7 separate regions of the Mus musculus genome follow, and all the other regions are linked to region 5. Evidence: chromatin contacts called from public Hi-C, HiCAR-type, Micro-C and promoter capture Hi-C data. All regions are on one chromosome and are shown on one strand. The core of a region is the stretch at or near the end of the contact, and the rest is flanking DNA. Distances in the headings are between cores, read along the strand shown.

The links. Promoter capture Hi-C pulls out the DNA fragments that hold promoters and counts their contacts. Hi-C and Micro-C count contacts between places; a contact is called where the count stands out from the background. HiCAR-type assays count read pairs that join an accessible place to other places. Capture Hi-C pulls out chosen DNA fragments and counts their contacts.
Region 1: a Hi-C map of CD4 T cells shows a contact between it and region 5, with 8 times the contacts expected there. The contact joins the promoter of Prmt2 here to the promoter of Pwp2 in region 5. A contact is called at or near these places in 1 of 39 promoter capture datasets (liver) and 1 of 484 Hi-C or Micro-C datasets (CD4 T cells).
Region 2: a contact with region 5 is called in a promoter capture Hi-C map of pre-B cells, with 3 times the contacts expected there. The contact joins the promoter of Arid3a here to the promoter of Pwp2 in region 5. A contact is called at or near these places in 1 of 39 promoter capture datasets (pre-B cells), 1 of 484 Hi-C or Micro-C datasets (B cells) and 1 of 115 datasets of contacts at active chromatin or transcription factors (embryonic stem cells).
Region 3: a Micro-C map of the G1E-ER4 cell line shows a contact between it and region 5. The contact joins the promoter of Ybey here to the promoter of Pwp2 in region 5. A contact is called at or near these places in 1 of 39 promoter capture datasets (liver) and 2 of 484 Hi-C or Micro-C datasets (B cells and the G1E-ER4 cell line).
Region 4: a contact with region 5 is called in a promoter capture Hi-C map of pre-B cells, with 5 times the contacts expected there. The contact joins the promoter of Dip2a here to the promoter of Pwp2 in region 5. A contact is called at or near these places in 3 of 39 promoter capture datasets (liver and pre-B cells).
Region 6: a HiCAR-type map of astrocytes shows a contact between it and region 5, with 4 times the contacts expected there. The contact joins the promoter of Lss here to the promoter of Pwp2 in region 5. A contact is called at or near these places in 2 of 484 Hi-C or Micro-C datasets (B cells and CD4 T cells) and 1 of 115 datasets of contacts at active chromatin or transcription factors (astrocytes).
Region 7: a contact with region 5 is called in a promoter capture Hi-C map of liver, with 3 times the contacts expected there. The contact joins the promoter of Pcnt here to the promoter of Pwp2 in region 5. A contact is called at or near these places in 2 of 39 promoter capture datasets (both in liver), 1 of 115 datasets of contacts at active chromatin or transcription factors (pancreatic cancer cells) and 1 of 9 other capture datasets (liver).

Annotation. Positions count from the first base shown.
Region 1 is chr10:76,236,473-76,239,457 of GRCm38.p6, reverse strand. It overlaps Prmt2 (protein arginine N-methyltransferase 2), which reads left to right and starts at 1,593. Exons shown (of 11, transcript NM_133182.3): 1 at 1,593-1,708; 2 at 2,637-2,746. The coding sequence starts at 2,693.
Region 2 is chr10:79,926,013-79,929,044 of GRCm38.p6, reverse strand. It overlaps Arid3a (AT rich interactive domain 3A (BRIGHT-like)), which reads right to left and starts at 1,704. Exons shown (of 9, transcript NM_001288625.1): 1 at 1,645-1,704. Gm40715 (a long non-coding RNA gene) reads left to right here and starts at 2,054. Exons shown (of 2, transcript XR_001779822.2): 1 at 2,054-2,583.
Region 3 is chr10:76,467,792-76,470,714 of GRCm38.p6, reverse strand. It overlaps Ybey (ybeY metallopeptidase), which reads left to right and starts at 1,601. Exons shown (of 5, transcript NM_172550.4): 1 at 1,601-1,941; 2 at 2,329-2,558. The coding sequence starts at 2,349. It overlaps Mcm3ap (minichromosome maintenance complex component 3 associated protein), which reads right to left and starts at 1,813. Exons shown (of 29, transcript NM_019434.3): 1 at 1,501-1,813; 2 at 1-766. The coding sequence starts at 660.
Region 4 is chr10:76,343,837-76,346,800 of GRCm38.p6, reverse strand. Dip2a (disco interacting protein 2 homolog A) reads left to right here and starts at 1,510. Exons shown (of 38, transcript NM_001081419.2): 1 at 1,510-1,694. The coding sequence starts at 1,604. Gm40699 (a long non-coding RNA gene) reads right to left here and starts at 1,506. Exons shown (of 2, transcript XR_871838.2): 1 at 1,227-1,506; 2 at 1-33.
Region 5 is chr10:78,183,763-78,187,008 of GRCm38.p6, reverse strand. It overlaps Pwp2 (PWP2 periodic tryptophan protein homolog (yeast)), which reads left to right and starts at 1,860. Exons shown (of 21, transcript NM_029546.2): 1 at 1,860-1,938; 2 at 2,839-2,951. The coding sequence starts at 1,921. Trappc10 (trafficking protein particle complex 10) reads left to right here. Exons shown (of 23, transcript NM_001081055.2): 23 at 1-1,587.
Region 6 is chr10:76,530,241-76,533,384 of GRCm38.p6, reverse strand. Lss (lanosterol synthase) reads right to left here and starts at 1,780. Exons shown (of 22, transcript NM_146006.2): 1 at 1,711-1,780; 2 at 1,367-1,535. The coding sequence starts at 1,724.
Region 7 is chr10:76,441,488-76,444,557 of GRCm38.p6, reverse strand. It overlaps Pcnt (pericentrin (kendrin)), which reads left to right and starts at 1,646. Exons shown (of 42, transcript NM_008787.3): 1 at 1,646-1,993. The coding sequence starts at 1,940.

The DNA.
Region 1 (2,985 bases), core at 344-2,843, 1.9 Mb after region 5:
ACACTCCACTTTTTACAAAAAGAATTTTCTTTTTCTGGTTATTTGAGACAGGGTTTCTCTGGCTATCCTGGAACTCAACCTGTAGACCAAGCTGGTCTTGAACTCTGAGATCCGTCTGCCTCGGCCTCCCAAGTGCAGTGAGTCCCCTGGAGCTGGAAGTTACAGGTGGTTTGTGAGCAACCTAACATAGGTGCTGGGAACCAAACTTGGGTCTTCTACAAAAACAGTAACTGCTCTTAACTGCTAAGCCACCTCCAGCCCTTACAAAGCCACATTCTTTATTCAGCCACCACAGGTACCCTTTCCTATGTTAGGTTAGCAAGGGTGGATCCTAGTGCCTGGAGCCTGAGCTTCGTGGCACCAGCAGGCTTTCAAGAATAGGTCTCAGGCCTGCCACACTGGGGGCTCTGAGGACAGTTTTTTCTGCCTTGGAAGATTGTGGGAAACTCTTTTCAACCTGTGGCATCCTGGCTCAGAGCTTCAGCCCTCTTCATCTGGTGGAAATGGAAAACTGGGCAGATTTAAAAAAAGGACCAGGTCCTCACACAGACAGACCCATCCCTTGGCTGCAGTTCATTGTGCGACTCCACTGAACCGATGGACTGAAGGCACAACAGGTGTGGTTTGCACAAGCCTTGCAAGCCCTGAGATGCCTCACAGCAGGTTTGGAATGATTGATTATGTTATGAGCTGTGGTGTTTCTACTGCACGAACCGAAGCATGATGGTTTAATTATAGAAAACAAAGAATTTTAATATTTCCCTATCATTCCTCAGCATGTATTAGAGTGTCTAGATTATATTGGACAAACGCATCCACCTAATTAGTATGCAAATCTGCTTTTGTCTCTAGTCAGTGGTAAAATTGTGTGTATGCCGAGTTTTACAATAAATTCTTTTCTGATTCACTTATCAGTAAATGTTTGATTCGTATGCCTATTTTAGATACCTAGAGTCGCTGAAAAACTTTCTGAGTAGGATGGGATTGCTAGTGGAGAAAGCTTAAGAAACCTTGCTTAGGGTCACCTGATGTCAGTGTCATTGCTCCTCCGCCCCCAACCCCTTCAGCACAGGATCTTCAGGACTTGGGGTCTCTGGTGTGTTTCGTGTCTCAGTAGCTATGTTGGTTCCACGATCAAAACTTAGTCCAAGATACTGTAGGGGGGTCCCATTCTGCAGAAGCTGATTCAGATCAAAACTAGGTTATTAAGCATTCGGAGAAGGGCATCAAACACACCGGCAGTCCCAGGTACACTCAGGACAGCGCTAGTACGCACTCCTGCTTCAGCCTGCCAATTGTTGCCTCGGTTCGAATCCGCTGGGGGCGCGGTCTACACCACCTGTGGCCTCCAACCCGGAGTCCAGTCTTCCCACAGATCTCCCGGTAAGTCGATCCTTACACTTTCTCACCTGCGTCTTGCAGCCTTAAGGCCCAATGCGACCGGCCGGAAGCAGGGACAGAAAATGCGCTTGCGCTGAGTGACAAGCTCTTAGAGAAAACCCCTGTCTCAAGACTATCTACAGCTACCAGCACCGAGTTTATACACACTGCGCTTGCGCAGGACACCCAGGCCTGGGCGGGGCGTGCTCTTCGGCCAGCTGGAGTGCTCCGCGCTTGCGCAGGTCCAGGGCGGCGGCTCAGGCTTCGGGTGGGCATCGTCTGTTCCTTTCTGGTATAGCCTAGAATTCAGCGGAGAAACGCGGCTGAGGTAGGTTTCTTAATGGACAGCTTAGACATCTGGATCGCAAGTGAGGCAGGGCAAGCTAGGCAAAAGGTCTTCCCTGTGCATGTCTCCAGCGCACTGAGGCCTCCGCCCCCTCTGGAGGCTTTAGAGTGCCCTCTCGAAGGTTCTATTCCAGCTACCCCCTCCCCTTTTCTCAGCACCGTCCGCCCTCTTCGCTCTCCTTTCGCTGCACCTCTCAATTCCCCCTGCGCACCTCCGCTGGCTCTTAGAGCCACGCCCTTCCAGGACCACGCCCACCTGCCTTCTGTATCCCGAGCCACATCCCCCATGCCTCTATATTCTTGGCCTCTATGGCCTCATCTGCTTGGCCTGGAGAACCCTCCAATTCATTGTCTTTCTTCCTCCGGGCACCCTCCCAGGCTTTTCACTGAAAATATAATTGTAAATAATTTGTGATTCTAATTATTACGAAGTAAGTATGAAGTCCAGATCTGGACGCACAACAGGCGTTTAAACAAAGAATCGATGTAATCTCAGAGCCAGTTAGGGTTACATTGCCCCTGGGGGTAAAAAAATAGAATTAAAGAACAGGAGGGTGTCGGGCATGGGGATTTCAGTTCTGCCTGTGGGTTAGGTCAAGTACTGGGCAAGGTGTTTTAATTTGAGTTTAAGCTATTAAGTGTTCCTAAAAAAAATGATACTGATTTATTCTAAGTAAAAAGAGGCTTCATAAATATCTCTTAAAAAAGGAGACTTCAGAGGAATAAATCTAGCATATTAAAGGAAGCACACAGCATTTGGATTTTTTAATTTAAAAAGCCCTCTAATGAATTGTGATGATAAAACGCCAATCCTGTTCCATTCTTAACACATACAGTAAACTGTAGCCGTGAAATGAGATTACTGACCAGGCAGTGTAACACTTTGTGCTTCTCTCTCTTCTTTCAAGTAGGCATGGGAGAGAAACTGAAGTAAAGCCCCAGTTATGAGACATGATCATATTGAACTATGGAGGCACCAGGAGAAGGTCCCTGCAGCGAGTCACAGGTCATCCCGGTTCTGGTACGTAAGAGCCACGTGTAATGATCATACAGAGGAACAGTACCAGCTTACAGGGGTGATGTCACTCTCCTTGTCTCTCAAGGTCCTGGCTCACAGGAGGATGCTTGAATTTAGAGAACGTTGAGGCAGGGGGATGGGTCTGGTCATTAGGTCCCATGCTGTGTATTGTCATGAACACTTCAGGGGACACTTCAGCATGCTTCAGATTCTTGTACTTGTTCTTAGATGGCCGTAGCATA
Region 2 (3,032 bases), core at 455-2,954, 1.7 Mb before region 5:
AGCTGCCCCTAGGTCAGGCCTGGACATCCCCCACCCTCTAGAGGTACCGGTACCCTGAGCCAACGTTGCCCATCCTTATAGACCCCTCCCCCAGCCCTTTGTCCTTGGCCCCCACCCTCAATTTATGGCATTCTCAGAAAGATCTACTAGGAACTGGTAGCTGGTGTTTGTGGAAGGGGGATCTGGCTGCAGTGGGGAAGAGACCCAGAGCCACACCCTAGTCCCCCCACCACCTCCAAGCCTCAGGTCAGAGAGAGAGAGAGAGAGAGAGAGAGAGAGAGAGAGAGAGAGAGAGAGAGAGAGAGAGAGGGAGGGAAGGAGGGAGGGAGGGAGGGAGAGAGGGAGGGGGAGAGGGAGAGAGGGAAGAGAGAGAGAGAGAGAGAGAGAGAGAGAGAGAGAGAGAGAGAGAGAGAGAGAGAGAGAGGTCACTAGCTCGGCCAGGCCTTGCAAAACACGGTTATTTGGAGTTGTGCAAGGCCAGGGCCCGAGGGTGGCGAAAGGGGCCCCTCTCTCCTCCAAGGGAGGTGGAGGGGGAAGGGCAGGAGCTGGGGAGGGGGCTGGGAAAGAAGGCACTGTGCCCCCCCAGGAGACGTGTGCAAAAACACACCCCAGTCAGAGGACAAATGTAAAACAACAACAAAAAAACAAACAAACAACCCCCCCAGTGGAGTCGGTATTTCAAAGGCTTCTTGGAAAGAGCGAGCTGGGGAGGGGGGGTGACCCTGCTGCCCAAGTCGTAAAAAACGGAAGATATTTGACAAACCCGCTGCGAGTTGACACACACGCGCGCACTCCGCGCTTCCTGCTCCCTCTTTTGTGTCGGGGGGGGGGGGGCAGGGGACCCTACCGGAGGGATCTGGATGGGCGCACCCCGCGGGGCAAGTGGAGACCCCAGTCCCAGTAGTACACTGGAGCTAGGGAACGAAATGGGGGGGGGGAGATGGGCGGACCCCGCTGGACACAGGTTTGGAAGAGAAAAAGAACTGTAGGTACCGGGGCGTGGTGGCGCGCCCGGCCTGGGATTTTCCCAAGCACTTGGGAAGGAAAGCTGCGGCAGGGGGATGGCCTCGAGTTTCAGGCTAGTCTGAGCTTTAACTCGAGTTCTAAGTCAGCCCGTACTACACAGTAAGATCCTATCTCCAAACATCTTTTTTAATTAATAAGAAAAAGCAAAACCATGTTCCCAGAGCGCAGCCCCCAGTCCTCTGCGCGCGCGCACATACACAGACACACACACCCCGGGTCCGTTTCCTTCCGCCAGGGGACAGCGCGCACTCGCGACCCCCGCGCACTCGTGTACCGGATGAAGGTCTCCAAGATCTACAACCGCAACAGCCACCCCAACTCTGATCCGTCAAGTCGCATACTCAGCCCTGCACCCCTCTACGCGCGCGTCTTTGCCTAACTTTGGAGACCCCGCAATTGTCGGTTTCCAGGGTGCCCTACGCTGCCACCTTTAGGAGAGATCGCTAGAGCCGCGCTGCAAAAGGCCTTACCGCCCGGGGTGGCCCGGGGGGCGCATGCCCCGGTGCCCGGAGCCCAGCCCAGAGTCCAGCCTGCTGGTGGCCTCCGGTGGCCTCTCTCCCCCTTGGCCTCCCCCTGGTGCCCAGTGCACGCTCCTGGCTTCGGGGTCACCCGCCTCACCGAGTCTCCAGGCCGCGTCTACATCTCCATCCGTCTGGATCGGATAGGGACGAGGTCTCCGCGCGCGACCGGGCCCCCCGCCCCGCCCCTCCCCCACCCAGCAGACGAATCGCCGTGTGACAAATTGCTCTCAGATGCAAATACCTCGCCGGTGATTCAGCAGCCCCGGGGACGCAGGAGGAGGTGGTGGGTGTCTCTCCAGGGTCCCCCTTTCCAAGCTTTCCCAGGACACCACACCGGGGTCCCCCTTCTCCAACTCAATCTGAGGACGTCCACGGTGGGAGGAGGTGGAGGGGAGCCGGAGAGCCGCCACAGAGTGGACGGAAAACTTCAGGTCGCGGCCCCTTTAAATGATAATAAATAATAAAAGGAAGGGGGAACCGGACTGAGGGACGCTCCGCCCCCATCTTAGGGACCGTGCGCAAAGTGCACGCCGCAGCCCACGGCGCAGAGGCCGCGAGCGGGAGGGCGGGGCTGCGAGAGCCCCATCGCGGGAATCCCGAAGAGTTAAAAAGGGTTCCTCGCCCCACCTCTGAGCGGAAAGTCACCTGGGCCCCCGGCCGTTTCCTGGTTTCACCCGGAACGCAAGATGGATAAGCCAAGCTTGGAGCTGGAACCTCCGCCCACTATGCTACCCTAACCTTCCGGGCCTGAGGCTCCACGTCTCTGAAATGGGCTTAAAAACCCCCGGCTAGGCTAGATCTGCGGGGGCTGGGACGCTGGGGTGTGAGGGCGCTGCGTGCGCAAAAGCACCGGGTTGGGCTGCGCGCGCGTTCGAGGAAATGCGAGGAACCGTGACGACCGTACCTAGGAGCGAGGGAAAGGAGGGCCATCCTTTAACCAACTCAGTGAAGCCCCTGCCTCGGTCTACCCAGTTCGTCTCGGGAGAGTACTGGATTCTGAGGTCCCATTTTGCAGGCTGGGAAACCGAGGCATGATGTGAGCTCAGCTAGAAGTTGAGACGATTCTAGTGGGTAACGCCAGTGCTCAGGGCAACCCCCGACCTCGACTAGTTCCCCATAGGTGGTGCTCAGGTCCCTTGTTAGACTGTTGTGGGGATCTTGAGCAGTCTGCCCCTTGAAAGCCACTTGTGTGAGTGTCTGGAGAGATGGGGTGGCTCCGGCCAATCCAAGTTCCCGGAATCCTCCCTAGAATCTGAGACTGCAGCAGTTGCTTGGAACCTTAGCCTGCAAGGCTAAGAAAGTTGCAGGTGGCAGCGAACTGCGCCTTCAAACTTTAGACACCTTGATGTGTTGGGGTGTGGCCCCGGGGTGGAGCTGGGCCTGCACACCAGCATTCTTCTCCAGCATCAAACGGGCTACTAGCAGATCTTTCTCCCTCTAATCATCTTGTGTGTCCCCTGTAAACTTGGGCAACCCCCCAAAACA
Region 3 (2,923 bases), core at 352-2,851, 1.7 Mb after region 5:
CAAAGGAGAGGCAAAGGCAGGAGTATTACTAGTAACTGGTTTCGAAAAGATAAAACTTGAGCTAGTCACCGAACTATTTGTCACCTGTGGGAAAGAAAAAGGGGTCAGGCCTCCAGACCCGCTACCAACGGGATGGGAAAATGTAAAAAATCCAGAAGAAATCTGGCTCTGGGTTTTTTCTGGCTCTGACTCAGGCCCCGGTATCGGTTTGAAGACTGCATTTTCCAGAGGTTTAAACTTGAATTCCGTCTTCCGAAAGCCAGAACCTGCTACTTCTCCGGTTTCTGGCCCAAAAGTAGCGCCACTTGGGAAAACCCCAACACTAGAGGTTGACTTAAAGCTGAATGCCGTATTGCCGGGCACAGAGGAACTCGAAGTAGCTGCGAAAGAAGGTGTGGATTCGAGACTAGAGAAGAGTCCCACACTTGAGGTTTGGGTGAGTCCAAATGCTGGCAAGGAGGAAGAATGGCTTCCTCCAGAGGGTGTTGCAAAGCTTGGTACTTGTGAAAACGCCAGGCTCTTGCTGGGTGTGCTGTTCTGTCCAAAAAGGGAAGGCTGGCCAAATCGAAATGGTGATTTAGTCTGATATGTTCCCGTGGTGCTGGAAGATACCGCAAAAGCACTGGGCTGCTGCCCTCCGAAGGGGTTCACCGGGTGCATCTTCAAGCCAATTATCTGAAGGCAATAAATATGGACTATACACAAGTAGCTCTCCTCTTTAAATTATCTGTTGCCAGGGGAAGCTCTCCTTCATCCTCAGGATGACCTGGAAAAAAAAAAAAAGGTTAGGACATCACAGCATATTTTGCTCCAACTCTTAAATCACAGAAATTCTAAGACAATTATTTAAAAGGCAAGGGCACAACGGGCCGCCGACCACTCACAGATCAACAGGTTTTGGACACAGGGTATTAGAAATGGATTATGGTGTAAGGGAGGTTTAAAGATTTTTTTTTCTTTTTCTTTTCATTAAAGACAAGGTCTCGTAAAACGGGCTTGGTGGCGCATGCCTTTAATCCCAGCACTCGGGAGGCAGAGGCAGGCAGATTTCTGAGTTCAAGGCCAGCCTGGTCTACAAAGTGAGTTCCAGGCCAGCCAGGGCTATACAGAGAAACCCTGTCTCGAAAAACCAAAAAAAAAAAAAAAAAAAAAAGACAAGGTCTCGCTTAGCCCAGGCTTGCCTCAAGCTTACTACAATCAAGCACAACCTTAAGTTCCTTTCTTCTGCCTCGGTCTCCCTTCTGCTGGGACCACAGGTGTGCTCCAGCAGGCTTAGGTGAAGCCTGATCCGTTATGATTAAAATAAAAATGCAAAGCATTTTATTCAATTGATACCTTCTCGGGGAAAAAACAAGCAAACAAACAAACAAACAAAACCTCAGTAATAAGACGGGAACACATCACTTATCAGATTCTTGCGATCTCCAAGGCAAAATAAATAAATAAATAAATAAAAACACAAAAACCGTAATTTAAAATGTTACTGCTTTGGGTTCCTACCATCTCATTTTTCTCCCGGTAACTCGAACTTGCGATGCCCTGGTCTAGAAATAATAGCTTTTTATCCCCGATGCTTAACACTCCGGAAGCCGGCCGCTAGGTTAACAGACGCCTTCGAGCGAAGACTAGTGAAGGCCTTCAGCAACTCGGCAAAGACACAAGGGACAGCGGAGGCCGCGGAGGGAGGAGCAAGTCCGCCAGATACGGCCACTGTCGCCAGCGCTTGTGCTCGCCCACAGTCTGCGTGCAGCCTCTACCGGGCCCACCGCACCGCAACAAACCGGCCACTGGAGCGGGCTCTTGGGTGTGCGCTACGGACATCAAATTTGTAGGACCAACTTCCGGTCCTCCGCATCCGGCTTCCGCTCTCTGGGGTGTGCTGCTGCTGATCTTCCGGCAGGCGGCCCGCCAGACCCCCGACCTTCTTCACGGTCGGATTCGGTAAGTGCACGGCGATCCCGCATTGTGCGGCGTGGAAGCCCCTCGTTCGTGCGTGGATCCTCCAGCCTGAGTGCCCGAGAGACGCTGGACCCACAGCGACCCCATTTGCTCACCCACACTCATCCTCACCTGGTCCTGCACCATTGCAACCGCCCCAAACCACTTGCCTTATTCTGCACGTTGTGCCCAGTCTACCCTGTTTATTAGTTTCCTAGGGTAAATAAAGGTGATTTCCCTTAGCATTGCCACCAGATAAATCCCATCAAATAAAGTTTTATTGTGAGCGCGTGTGTGTTTTTACATAACTTATCACTCTCTAGTAGTTACGGGTCTTTTCTCGAACTTTAACCACAGGTTCCTTCCAACCATTTTTTTTTTTTTTTAAAGGGCTGGGTGTTCTTCCCGAAATGAGTTTGGTGATTAAAAATCTGCAGCGGGTGGTCCCCATCAGAAGAGTGCCACTTCGCAGGAAGATGGATTTAGTCAGGAGTATCTTAGGAGTGAAGAAATTTGACCTGGGGATCATCTGTGTTGACAACAAGACTATTCAGAACATTAATAGGATCTACAGGAATAAAAATGTCCCAACTGACGTGCTTTCTTTCTCATTTCATGAGGTAAATATGTATACCTCATATTTAAAATAAATATATATGTATGTATATATGTTCTTCTCGTACAGCTTACCTTCCTTCCAGAATAGTTCCTGTTAATTACATTACAGATCTGGTTATCTTTGATTTTGAAGTTTTCTGGAAATGCACTGAAGTCTAGCCTGGTGTGACTGTGCATGCCTTTAATCCCATCTATCCAAGAGGCAGAGGCAGTCGAATCTTTGTGAGTTCAAAGCCACCTTTGGTCTGCCTGGTTAGTTTAAGGCCAGACAAAAGCCACATAAGAAGCCCCTTTCTCAGCCGGGTGGCAGTGGTGGCACACACCTTTAGTCCTAATGCTTGGGAGGCAGAGAAAAGCAGATCTCTGA
Region 4 (2,964 bases), core at 261-2,760, 1.8 Mb after region 5:
CTGCATGCATGTGGTGCACAGGTACACACTTGCCTGCAAAACACCCACACATAAAATAAACCTTAACAAATGTTAAATGCTCTAAAGTGTTGTTAAATGCTGCTTAAAACGTTTTGTGTTGAATTTTTAAGTCTTTATTGTAAACACTTTTTTGTTCCGACGTCAATAAATAAAAATTCAGCTCTTTGAAGGACAAGGACATCATTCCCTTCCTGATTCCTGGCAGCCTAGAGTGAGGGACTGTCAGCTAAGCAGCTCCTTCCCCAGCAACCTGCTGGAATGCCTTCAAGTCTGGCTGTTTTCCGTACTTTACAGTCAATGTGAAAATACTCCAGCAGCAAGCTAATCTACTACAATTGAATCCAGGAGACCTGGTCCAGGAAACCTTGCTCTGGCCACACCCACTCCAGACAGTGCACCCGCCTCGAAAGGCGAAGCCCAGATGCTTTTTTTTTTCTCGACCAGTAAACTTTCGGCAGCTATTATTCATTCAAGAGGACAGGGAACACTTCCTTAGAAGAAACCATTGATCAGAGAAACGTGAGAAGTGTTGACCAGCTTTCATGCAAAGCTTGTGACTGCTTCCTATATAAACCTGTGACCTGCGGAAATAAATAGTCCCTCGTTTGCATACCACACCTCCTGCCTGTATAACCAGATTAGTCAGCTCAAATCAGATGTTTTAAAATCAGTTGGGGACACCTTCCTATGCTGTTCCTTGTGGATGTAATATTAGGCTCACTGAAAGCCTCCAAAATGGTCTTTTTTGTTGCCTACCTGGGATTTTTAATATATGTAGACAGTGGCAAGAGGGTGGCTAATGAGTAGTAGAAATAAAATTGTGTGTGTGTGCGTGTGTGTGTGTGTATATATATGTATGTAAGTATGTATGTATGTATGTATATACATGTTTATACGTATATGTGTATATATACCGCCACTCTGAGAATAGCTCCTTCAAAAATCCCACTAAGGTTTCCAACATGTCAGATCTATGCTTCCATGCCCCAAGGACATCTCAAGGACTGAGACACTGCCAGAGCTCCTTCTTGGTCAATGTCAGAGTGCTTCCAGGGTTATTGTGAAAGGGAATAAGCAAACACACTTTAAGGGCGGCAGAAAACCCGCCAGAGTTAGCTGATACCATAGCAGGAACGCGGACAGAATTAAGCGTGCCAGCAGGGCTCCTGAGGAAGAAGAAGGTGGGGATCCCGGAGGAGGGTCACCTGGGCGACATTGAAGTCCGTTCGGTGGGGTCGCACGTCTCCCGAGGCGCCTCTGTCCAGCTCTCCCGCCCGCCGCTCCTCTCGCACCCCGAAGCGGAGTAAAGCTCCGGGCTGCTCCGGCGTGTCTTATTGGCCAATGGAACCGAGCCTTTAAAGTTGCTGGGCGGGGCCGGCCCGGCGTACCCGCGCAAGCGTTGCCCCGCCCCTCAGCCGCGCACGCGCGTCCCCAGCGCGCTCCCGGAGCCGGAGCCAGCCGCGCTCGCGCCCGTGCCCGCGCCCCTGCGAAGCAGCCCCGGCCGCGCCCCGCCCGCTGCCGGCTGCGGGCGGCCGCTGCGGGTCTGCAGGCCCCGGTTGGGGGAACGCCTGAGCCACCGGCCATGGCCGACCGCGGATGCCCTCTGGAGGCGGCGCCGCTGCCCGCCGAGGTGCTCGAGAGCCTGGCGGAGCTGGAGCTGGAGCTGTCCGAAGGTGAGCCGCGGGTTCCCCCCACCCCCCACCCCGCCAGGGACCCTCGCCCGAGACCCCGCCCAGGGACCTCCGGGAGCGTCACCCCCGGAACCTGCGGGTACCCTCATACGGGATCCCCGCCGGCCTCTCCTCGGCATCCCTGTCTGGGCCGCTCGCCGGAGAGCCCGCCAGCTTCTGCAGACTGGCGGGTGCCCGGCCTCCGAAGGACACCGGGAGGGACTGGCTTGGGAGGTGGGCCTAGGCGCACTCTTGCTGCCCGACCGTCAAGGCCACGGTCCAGGTCCGGGCTTCCAGCGTGTGCCCTGCAGCCTGTCGGCCAGCAGGAAGCCCGGGATGCAGAAGCCGAGCCCCACCCCTGGAACCTCAGACTGCCTCGTGAGCCTCAGTTTCCTCATCTAGAAAACGAAGCAAAAGTACACTTGCGCCTTGTGGATTATGAGGCTGAAGTGCATTAACCTATAAACATGTAAAACGTGTTTAACACTTAAAAGGTTTATTCCTTTACGGAATTTTGATACAATTACACTGGGGGAGGAGGTGGGGGACAGGCAAGGGTCACGGTGCCTGCGTGGGGAGGTCAGAGGTCAGCTTGCACGGAGCTGGGAGCTGGTGCTCTCCTTCCACCTTGTGAGTTCTGGGAATGAACTCAGGTTGTCAGATTAGAGGGCAAGTGCTCGCCGGGCCAACCCGACAGCCCTCTCTAGGTGAGGATTTTTAAAAAGTTAAAAAGTCAAATAAGTGGTTGTTAGAAACAGACTAGGGAAATAATAGAACTCCAGAGATGGGAGTGGCGCCCTCAATTTGGACGCCTGGGAAAAGAGTTCTGTTCTCCATAAACTGACCTCCAACCCTGGTGGAAAAGCATCTGTGCTTGTTAACTCTGCTTTTGAGACTTAAATGCAATTAGAACTTGTTAGAATCCATCACCCCCCCACCCCACCCCATTTAGATTGTTAAGCTTTGCTGTGGTAGGTTTAGTGAGTTTTTGAGAATTCTCTTTTTCTTTTTAAATATATGCATTTCCCCTGCATGTTTGTCTGTATATCTTATGCGTGCCTGGTGTTCCCTGGAGGCCAGAATTGGGTCCTAGATTCATGTTGGTGCTGTGACTTGAACCCAGGTCTTCTGGAAGAACGGCCAGTGCGCTTAACCACTGAGCCATCTCTCCAGCTCCGTTTTGAAAATCCTTGATTCTCTTTGGAGGCGTGGTTGGGAATGATTCTGAGAAAAAAGGTCTATTGTACTGGATTTGATATGACTCCCCAGGGGA
Region 5 (3,246 bases), core at 611-3,110:
TGTGCTCTGATCAGTCGTAAAGGACTCAGGGCCTGGAGGACCTCAGCTGGGCCACTGGGTTGCAGTCATACCGCACCAACGGGTTCATTTACTTTTGGTTGTAAATTTGATTGTACATATTGTTGATTTATTATTTTTAAGAGTACAGACTAACTGATGTAATGTTTGTGTATAAGTTGCACCAAAAATCAAGGACAAAATAAATGTGTGTTTGTTTTTACTGGTGTGGAAGTCATAGATTGTAAATAGATGCTGTATGTATTAAACGTTCTCAGTCCTCCAAAGTGATGTATTTTTGTATATAGGAGATAGAGTGCTCTGGGCTTATTGGCGTGGTGTCTGTGAGTGGGACCTGAGGTAGAAAGCTGGGAGAGGAGGGAGCCCTCTTCAGGAGTCGCTGCCCCCTGGGGACCATGTTTGGGCCCAGAGTCAGGGGCACAGAGAGAACCAGGAGAACCAAGCCAACACTTTCAGTATTCAGTGTATTTGCTTTTTTTTTTTTTTAAGATTTGTTTATTTATTATATGTAAGTACACTGTCGCTGTCTTCAGACACTCCAGAAGAGGGCATCAGATCCCATTACGGATGGTTGTGAGCCACCATGTGGTTGCTGGGATTTGAACTCAGGACCTTCAGAAGAGTACTCAGTGCTCTTAACTGCTAAGCCATCTCTCCAGCCCCAGGGTATTTGCTTTTAACTCAGCCAGTAAATAAAGGATAGTACGACGCCCACAACACACCACCACCAAGTGGTTTTCATTTGCAGGAATTGGAGGAATGCTTAAAGAAAATAAACACTGGGGCTGGAGAGATGGCTCAGTGGTTAAGAGCATTGGCTGCTCTACCAGAGGTCCTGAGTTCAAATCCCAGCAACCACATGGTGGCTCATAACCATATGTAATGGGATCTGATGCCCTCTTCTAGTGTGTCTGAAGACAGTGGCAGTGTACTCACATAAACCTTAAAAAAAAAAAAAACAAAAAAAAAACAAACATTTATTTAAAACCCTCTGAAAACCTATTTTATGTGCAGTTTAAAACTAATAAACTTGGGGAGCTGGGTATGCAAATTAGAACTTGGTACTTACTGAATGTCTACAGCCCTCTGAACTCTGTTTTCGGTAAACCTTTGACAGTTGGCCTGCAGATGTCAAGTCCATGTGTGGGGAGGTCTTTGAGACTTGATCCTGGCAGAAAAGCTTCCACCCGGCACTGCTAGCCTCCCGCATCCGTGTGTAGTCCTTTAGAGTGGAGTCTGGCTCTTGAGTTCACCGCCCACCCCCTGAGTTTCATATTTCTGAGTTCTCTACGGTTTTCTAATTATATATATTAAGAATAAAACAAAGGGGAGATCTAAAATGTTGGTAGTTCTGTTATTTCTCATGAAGACACCTTTCTCTGTAAGAGAGTTGGCAGCTCTTGTTCTCTGGGATGGGGTCTAGGAAAGGTGACGGCCGCACCTTGACACTGCAGGCGTTGGTTCCATTTTCACAGTGTTCTGTAACATAATGTCAGAGTAAGGCCGCTGTACTAAGATCGTTTAAAGTGTAAGCATTAAAATTCTAAAAATACACGTTTTAAGAAGAAACTCCGTTTGAACTTGGGTTTTTGTTTTTGTTTTGCACGGTTACAGGCGAGTGTGTGACGATTTGCTCGCTTTCTCAGCTCCGGACTGGGCTCTGCATGGAGACCTAGAACTTAGCTCCATTCTCCACCGTCCTAGCGGTCTCAGCTAGTTCACCGCTACGCAGCGCCTGCGTAGAGGCAGGGTGGTGGCGGGAGTGGGGGTGAGGGAGGGACGGGCGGGGCTTCCCAGGACACTAGGGTTGCGGCTCCGCCCCGGAAGTGCGCGTTTTAAGCGCCGGAGATTGTTTGTATTCCGGAAGTGGTTGCAGTACGGTACCCCACGTGTGGTTCCAGGATGAAATTCGCTTACCGGGTGAGCGGCGGGCCGGGCAGGGGCAACGGGAGGGCGATGGAAGGTTCCGAGGACGCGGGAGAGACCGAGGTCGTTGTCATCTCGGCTGCCTGTGGGAAGCACTAGTGGGTCGACCCATCGCAATCTATTGCTCCTGGTTTATACCAGGAGCTCCGGGCTCCTACCCAACAGGTCTCGGGCTGTACCCAGCCCTGTCCAAACTCCTCTTGCCAGACAACACAGCAATAGCTGCTGAAAGGCTCTTAACAACAAACTTCAAGCAACACCCAGCTCTCTACAGGGCCGCCAGTTCTTGGAGCAGTCTCGACAGCGCTCCTCTGCTGATCATACCTCTTAGGAGCCTAGCTCTGCCTGGTGTTATCTCGTTGCATAGCTGCCCACCTACACCCCAGATCGACTCCTGCCTTAGTTAGCCCAGGCAATCCCAGTAAGCAACTACCCTACTGCTCTGCTGGGCTTTGCAGTGTTTGGACATCTGTCCAATTGCCTATGTGCCGTTTCTATGTGGACATAGAACACAAGGCTCGGGTCTCTACACCCAGCTGTGTCTGCTGGATGGAGATGCTTGCCTTTGATAACTGAATGGATACACCGGGGCACTGATACTTAGCACGGTGGGCGTGGTGAGCATCTCCTGCAGCCCTGTTCACTGAAGCAGCTTCTCTTAGAATGGAGATCCTGTGCCCTTCTGTGCCTGGCAAATGCTTCCTGTCTTGGGAGTATAGTACCATTCAAGGGAACCCTGGGCTCCTGAGAATTAAGTTGGGTTCCTCCTCTGCCCAGGGGCAGGACACACCTATGGTCAGGTACTTTACTACCTATGCCCAGATGCCTCTCATCACCATTTCAGAGAGCTGACGCTGTGTTCTCTGTGTTAAAACTGATTCATTTCCTTTGCAGTTCTCGAATTTGTTGGGTACGGTTTATCGGTGTGGAAACTTAAATTTCACACATGATGGAAATTCTGTTATCAGCCCCGTGGGAAATAGAGTCACTGTGTTTGACCTTAAGAAGTAAGTATGGGGAGACAATGTTAGCAGGGACGTTATCCTCCGTGTGAAGGCTAGCCATCCTCTTTGTGGCTTGCAGGACTACTGGATTTAGGAGGACACAGGTCATGGTAGAGTTGCCTGCTGAGGTCCTCGTTTTTCATTCTAGTATCTAGAACACCAGCATTACTCTTAAAGGGAAAGGAAAAGTCATGTGCCTTTTGGCTGTTGGCTAGCAAGTAGGGGTGGTGGCAGATAGGAAGGTTATCTCAAAAGGTGAGCACTTACTGTGGGGGGAGGGGCGGCTCTAAGGGCCCCA
Region 6 (3,144 bases), core at 531-3,030, 1.7 Mb after region 5:
AGGGTAGGACAATTTCACCCCATATATAATAAAGAAGCAATTCCATGTTGTCACAATTTCCCTTCCAGCCATTAATCTATAAATCTCTTCAAAACTTCATGTCTTAACTAAGCCCAGCACAGACCACAGGGAAGGCAGGGTACTGATGCCCAACTGATACTGGGACTCTTTCACAAAGGACCCACACAATAGCATAGGCGTTGCTCAGAGAGAGATCTTCCCAGCGGATGGCCAAGACTCACAGGAAGCCTGTGAGCTAACTAACTGCTCCATGATTAGCTGTCCATCATCCATGCACCAACACACACAACCAGAAAATCAGGTCCTAAGTATTTCATCTTGTGGATCCAAACAAAAATCACACCCATCTTTGTAATTCTCCTGCAAATCAAAAGTTAAATATCAAAGTGGAATGCTCAAAATGAAACCAAATTAGGGCAACTTCTTCCACAGGTCTCTGAGGTGGAGGGACTTAAATAACGAGGGTTGCTTCTACTCCTGTCTCCGGAAGGAGGTACCACACTTTTTGTTGTTTAGATTGAATTGAGGCAAACACTCACAAACACTGACCCACATCAGCAGCCCTCTTCTTTATTTATTTGTTATCATTTTTGAGATAGGGTCACACTACGTAGACCTGGCTGGCCTAGAACTTGCTCTGTAGACCAGGCTGGCCTCAAACTCACAAAGATCTGCCTGCCTCTGCCTCCTGGGTGCCGGGATTAAAGACCAGCACTACCATGCCCAGCCTCTTTATTTTCTGAGACAAGCTCTACTCAGCTGCCCAGGCAGATCTTAAACTTTATCCTTGTCACAGCCTACTCAGCGGCTAGGATTACAGGTATGCCTGCCGGGCCCAGGTTCATATCTGTTTTAAAAAACAAAAAATTATAAGCCTTATTATTAAAATAAAAAGAAACCTGCAAATTAATAAAAACATCGCACACCAAAATTAACCAAACACAAAGTCTACTCAACTTAATGACCTTGGCATTTGAAAAGGGAGACTGTGAAACTTTCCATAAAATGATGCACTTTCAGTACCCACTATATTTTATGCATTAATCTATTGCCCAAACCACAAAGCCCATGACAGAGTTAGAACTAGAAAAGCAACTAGCTTTACATCTTCTTACATAACTTGTGAACTTTCCTGATCCTCTTATAGTCAGCTTTTCCTCATATCACACTATACCCACATATACATTGGTTTACACATATGCATATATTACTGGCTGGTTGCCTGTTTTTTAAATAAGGCTCTCCACTGTTTCAGAGCTCTGGCTCAGGAAGGCACGGTGTAGGCTGATCAGTGATGGCTTCCAGTCTTGGGATGGAATGGTGCTTTCAGAATCACATCACTTACTGTGTCCAGTCCCAAAGAGTGGGCCTCTAGCCCGGTCTGCTCTCGACCAGGGTCGTCCTCCGCTTGATAATAAGTCCATCTCTGCCGACCCAACTCATTCTGGAGCCGCCAGCGGGTGAGATCGGTGGCGGGCTCAGTTTTATAGGGTCCCCCACGACGCCGCAGACACCTGAGGGGACCAGCGAGAGGAAGCAGCCTTCCTTAGACTCCGCCCAGGTGGGATGCCTGCAATCCAGGCATGCAGAGCCACCAGCCATGCCACCCTGCTGTCCAGACACCTTCCCTGCCACCGCCCTGCCGCGTCCCTCGCAACACCCGCGGGAAGCCCAGGGTCCGCGACTCACGTGCCCTCAGTCATGACAGCACTACTCTCTGCCACCGCTTGCCAGCCCTTTACCTGACAGCCTAGTGCACTGCGCAGGCGCGAGCCTCGGCCGACCGGAACTACTGGGTGGGCCGATGCGAGCTCGGCCAATCAGAGCATCACCAGGTGGGCACGAGAGACGCACCGCGACCACAGTGGCTGGGCGCAGGGCCGCCCGACGCCGCGAGGGCACCAGGGGGCGTGGCTGCGGGGCGGGAAGCGCTTTGGAGGCGGGGCCTATGAAAGAGGCCGGCCTGTGGGCGAGGACGGCCTGTGGGAGGGGCAGGCCCGTTGGAGGGGCGGGGCGGGATGGGGGGCGGGGCCGGCCCCTCTAGATCCTTATTGATGACAGCCTTGGACTTCTGGTCTGGGTGTTCTGAGCCGGGATACCTACAGGGTTGGTGAAAAATGGCCCCTCCGACATGCAGGAAAGAGGCCGCGGAAACCACGAGTGCTTCAGAAGTACGGAAGAGGCATGAGTGACCTGAGGTGAAACTAGCGTTGATCCGAGGCACCACATGGACCATCATGGGGCAGGGGCCTTGACCCGAGTGAAGGGAGGAGGAAACTATGATGACACGTAGTTGGGAAGAGGGTCAGAGTAGTGTTCTCAGAAAGCGGGCACAGGCTCCTCACAGGGAGCAGCTGCAGAGTGTGCAGAGGGCTGTGTCCTGACTCCCATTAGCAGGTAGAGTTCCACTTCCCTAGCCACAGCACTACTCTCAGGATACCTGGAGCTTGGAGTCCTACAAGTTAAAGGGGGAAAAGCCTTGATTATGTTTGACAGTAGAGAGGGAAGCAGGAAAGCCTGTGGTATGCCGGCAGAATCTAGTAGAGACGTGCAATGAAGAACATTTGAACAGATAGTATTTGAGAAGCATTGCTGGCATGCAGGAATGACGACCAGAGATCAGAAAAATATAATTCCAAGAACTCCCAGCGGTACAGTGTGTCCTACAGAGTGCCGACTTACTTACAACTACCCAAACCCGATAGCCTCCCTGCACCTAGCCCTCAAAACGCTGCCAAGGAAGGGGCCATGAACCACAAATCAGAGAAGGAAGAAGTAAGAGGCAAAGAACACTCACACACCTTCCCTAGATGGAAAATCGGAATTTTAGATGGCTAGTCAAGAACACTAACCTCTTCTTTGCCCAGTTTAGAAACTTGTAAAGATATAAGACAAGGCATTTTAACTGAGCCTTGCCTCAGACTATTGATTTGGGGACTGGAGGCCAATACTTAAGTCCAGTGCGTAAGAGCACTTGCTGCTCATTCAGAGGACCTGGAATTGGTTTATAGCACCCACATGGTGACTCACAGCCATCTATAACTTCAGTTTTAAGGAATCTAATGCCATTTTCTGACCTCCTCAGTCACCAGGCATGTGTGAGATGTAAGTACATACATGCTG
Region 7 (3,070 bases), core at 397-2,896, 1.7 Mb after region 5:
GGGCTTTAAGCAAGCAAGTCTTTTTATTTTATATTTACATAGGGTCTCTCTTTTTAGCCCTGGCTGGCCCTGAACTCAGAGACCCACCTCTCCAGTGCTGGGTATAAGACACGTGCCACTATACGAAGCAGGGATTTCCTTAGTGAGTGAGGGGGTAATTTAGATCCCAGAACCCACATCTGTTGACGCACAATTGCCTGTAACTCCAGCTTTAGGGCATTTAACACCCTCTTCTTACCTCTAAGGATACCTGCCAGTTCCACACAGAGACACAAACATACTCATAGTTCAAAGAAATAAATATTATTAGGTATTTATTTATACTTTAAAAATTATTTTATGGGTACCAATGTGCGCCACATGAGTTTTTGGTGCCCTCAGAAGCCAGAGGTGTGCATCAGATCCTCTGAACTGGAGTAACAATTGTGAGCCACCATTGGGTACTGCGAATCAACTGGGGGTTCTCTGGAAGAGCAGCTAATGCTCTTAACTGCTGATCTCTCCAGTCCTTTAAGTTTTGATATGTAAAATATGACCGACCACCCTTCAAACATTCCTTAAATATTGCATGGCTCAAAGACTGAGACCAACATATCCTAGAGGATAGGTCTGTCCAGAGGGACCCCCACCCACTCAGTGTTTTCATCAGTGCAAGAGACACTTCCTAAGAGGCTTGAAGTCTTTTGAGTCATGAAAGTGAAACAATTTATTTTTTGGATCTTGTAAAGTTGGGTGTCAGCCTAGAGAGAAGGCAAAAACGGCTGTCATGCAGATTTGGTATAAAATAGGTTTTATAGCCCTTACGGCATTTCCCTGTTCCCAAATTCCACACTACTGAGTTCTTCAGGAGGATTCATTCTTATAGGCATTACCCTCTCTCCAGCTTCCCTATCCTATCCGTGCAGGATGCAAAGCTCTTGACATATATCCTGGAGCTCAGATCCTCTCCTTTTATGTTAGTCATGTTAACAGCCTGCAACGTTTCAACCCAATGATAAATTAATAAATGTTAGGCAAGAAAGAACCTGCTGCCGGCTAGGGAATCCAAGGGCCCAATCCTCCTAATTTCCTGTAATCCACCGATGAGCTTTAAACGCGCCTCTTACTACAAATGGACCATAGTTTCTTTATTTCCTTATGGCAGAAAGACTTTCCTGGTAGAGGTGATGGATGGAGTGAGAGTCAGGTGCCTGAACACACAGCGACTCTGTACATTGAAGCGTGTGCGTGAATGCAAAACGGCCCTGGGTGGCAACTCTGGGGTCCACTGGGGACAGCGGTCTAAGTTTTAGGTGTCATTCAATGAGTAACTCTGGCTATACTCTGTTCTTTGGATTTGGATTGAAGACAGGGGACCGTGTTCAGGAGGGGCCGAAGTGGTCAAAGAAGGGAAGCAGGACTCCCAGTTGACTGCACCTGAGAACCAAAAGTGGGGGCTGGTGGATCCTAGAGGATGCCCCAGTGTTCGCAGAAACACATCGCGACAGAAAAAACGACTTTGGCAAAGTGCGGGAGAGAGTGCCCAGAGCGCACCGGAGGCATGGAGAGCCGCTGGTATGTAAGTCCTCCTCCTGTCGGGAGAGGGCGATAGGTAGCACCGCCTCGGGAAAACGGTTTGTCCAAACCTTCCCGCCGCCCAGTCGACGAACGCCCGCGAGCCCCGGGAACGCCGCGCCTCGCTCATTGGCGTGGATGAAGAGGGTGGAGAGCGTCGGCGTACCAATTGGGGACCAGAGAGATGGCTCTCCGCCCTTGGAGCGTCAGCGGAGCGCGCGTGCGCAAGGCCACACGGGGCTCCGGATTGGCGGGGCGAAGCTGACAGTTGTGTGTATGGGGGGTGGGGAGGCGAGTGGGTGAAGGGAGGGAGTGTAAATAGAGCGAAGGCGGTGTCGCCGCCGCCCTGTCACCTCCGAGCGACTCGCCGGGAGCCCAGGTGGAGATGGAAGACGAGCAGGAGCAGCGGCGCAGGAAGGTGGAGGCTGGGAGAGCCAAGGTTAGACGGTAGCATCCTTCTCTCAGCTTTGCGGTGGGGAAGAAATCCTAAAGCGGTTCCGGTGCTCAGACCGCCGCTTGACACAAGCGGTGGCGGTGGAGCAGTGGGAACTGCCGGGCGCTTGTCCTTCCCGCCGCTTCTGCGGAATTCACTTCCTAGGCGCCGCCATCTTGAATCCAGCGCCCTCTGTCTCGCTCCGCCCTATTACACCCACAGCCAATCAGCGTCAGAGACGTACGACTTGTAGGTGGGCCCGAGCGCCATGGGCGGGTCCTGGTCACCTAGCATTCTTAGTTGTTGTGCTTCCGGTGCTCAGGCACTTTCCTGAGACTAAACTGTCCAAGGCTTTTTAAAGACCGTCTTCAGACTTTATTTTCCCAGGGAACCAAGAACTTTGCTCCCTAGTGGTGTCCTGTTGTTGTATTTCGTTGTTCGCTCTCTGGCCGGGCCCCACAACTGCCATACTACCGAGGGTCCTCTTCTCACCTCCTTCTGCCTCAGATTTTGAATTTGTTTGAGACTCTACCCTGGGAACACTTGTGGCTGTTAAGATAGTTGTTTTGTTTTTTTGTTTTGTTTTGTTTTGTTTTTTTCGAGACAGGGTTTCTCTGTATAGTCCTGGCTGTCCTGGAACTCACTTGGTAGACCAGGCAGGCCTCGAACTCAGAAATCCTCCTGCCTCTGCCTCCCAAGTGCTGGGATTAAAGGCATGCACGACCACTGCCTGGCAAGATAGTTATTTGAAAGGTGATGGGGATTCAGAGGAAGAGAAGGTGCGAACATTTTGGAAGTGGATCTCTGGCCAGCTATCATGGCTGTGGAACCAGAGGCTGTGTCCCTACCCTGTACTGTCAGGACAGTATAGCTATAGCCTTCATGAAAGGGCTGTGTTGATTTTGTGGTTCGCCTAGTAACAGCAATTCTTCATTTGTGTCAACAACCCCACCACCACTATCACCCTGCACCCACTTCGAAAAAACATGCAAAATACACAGAGGAAATGAGAGCACAGCAATGTCAGATTACAGGTGCCGGCCAGAAGCCATTGTGGCCCTTATGGGGTATAAGCTGGGCACA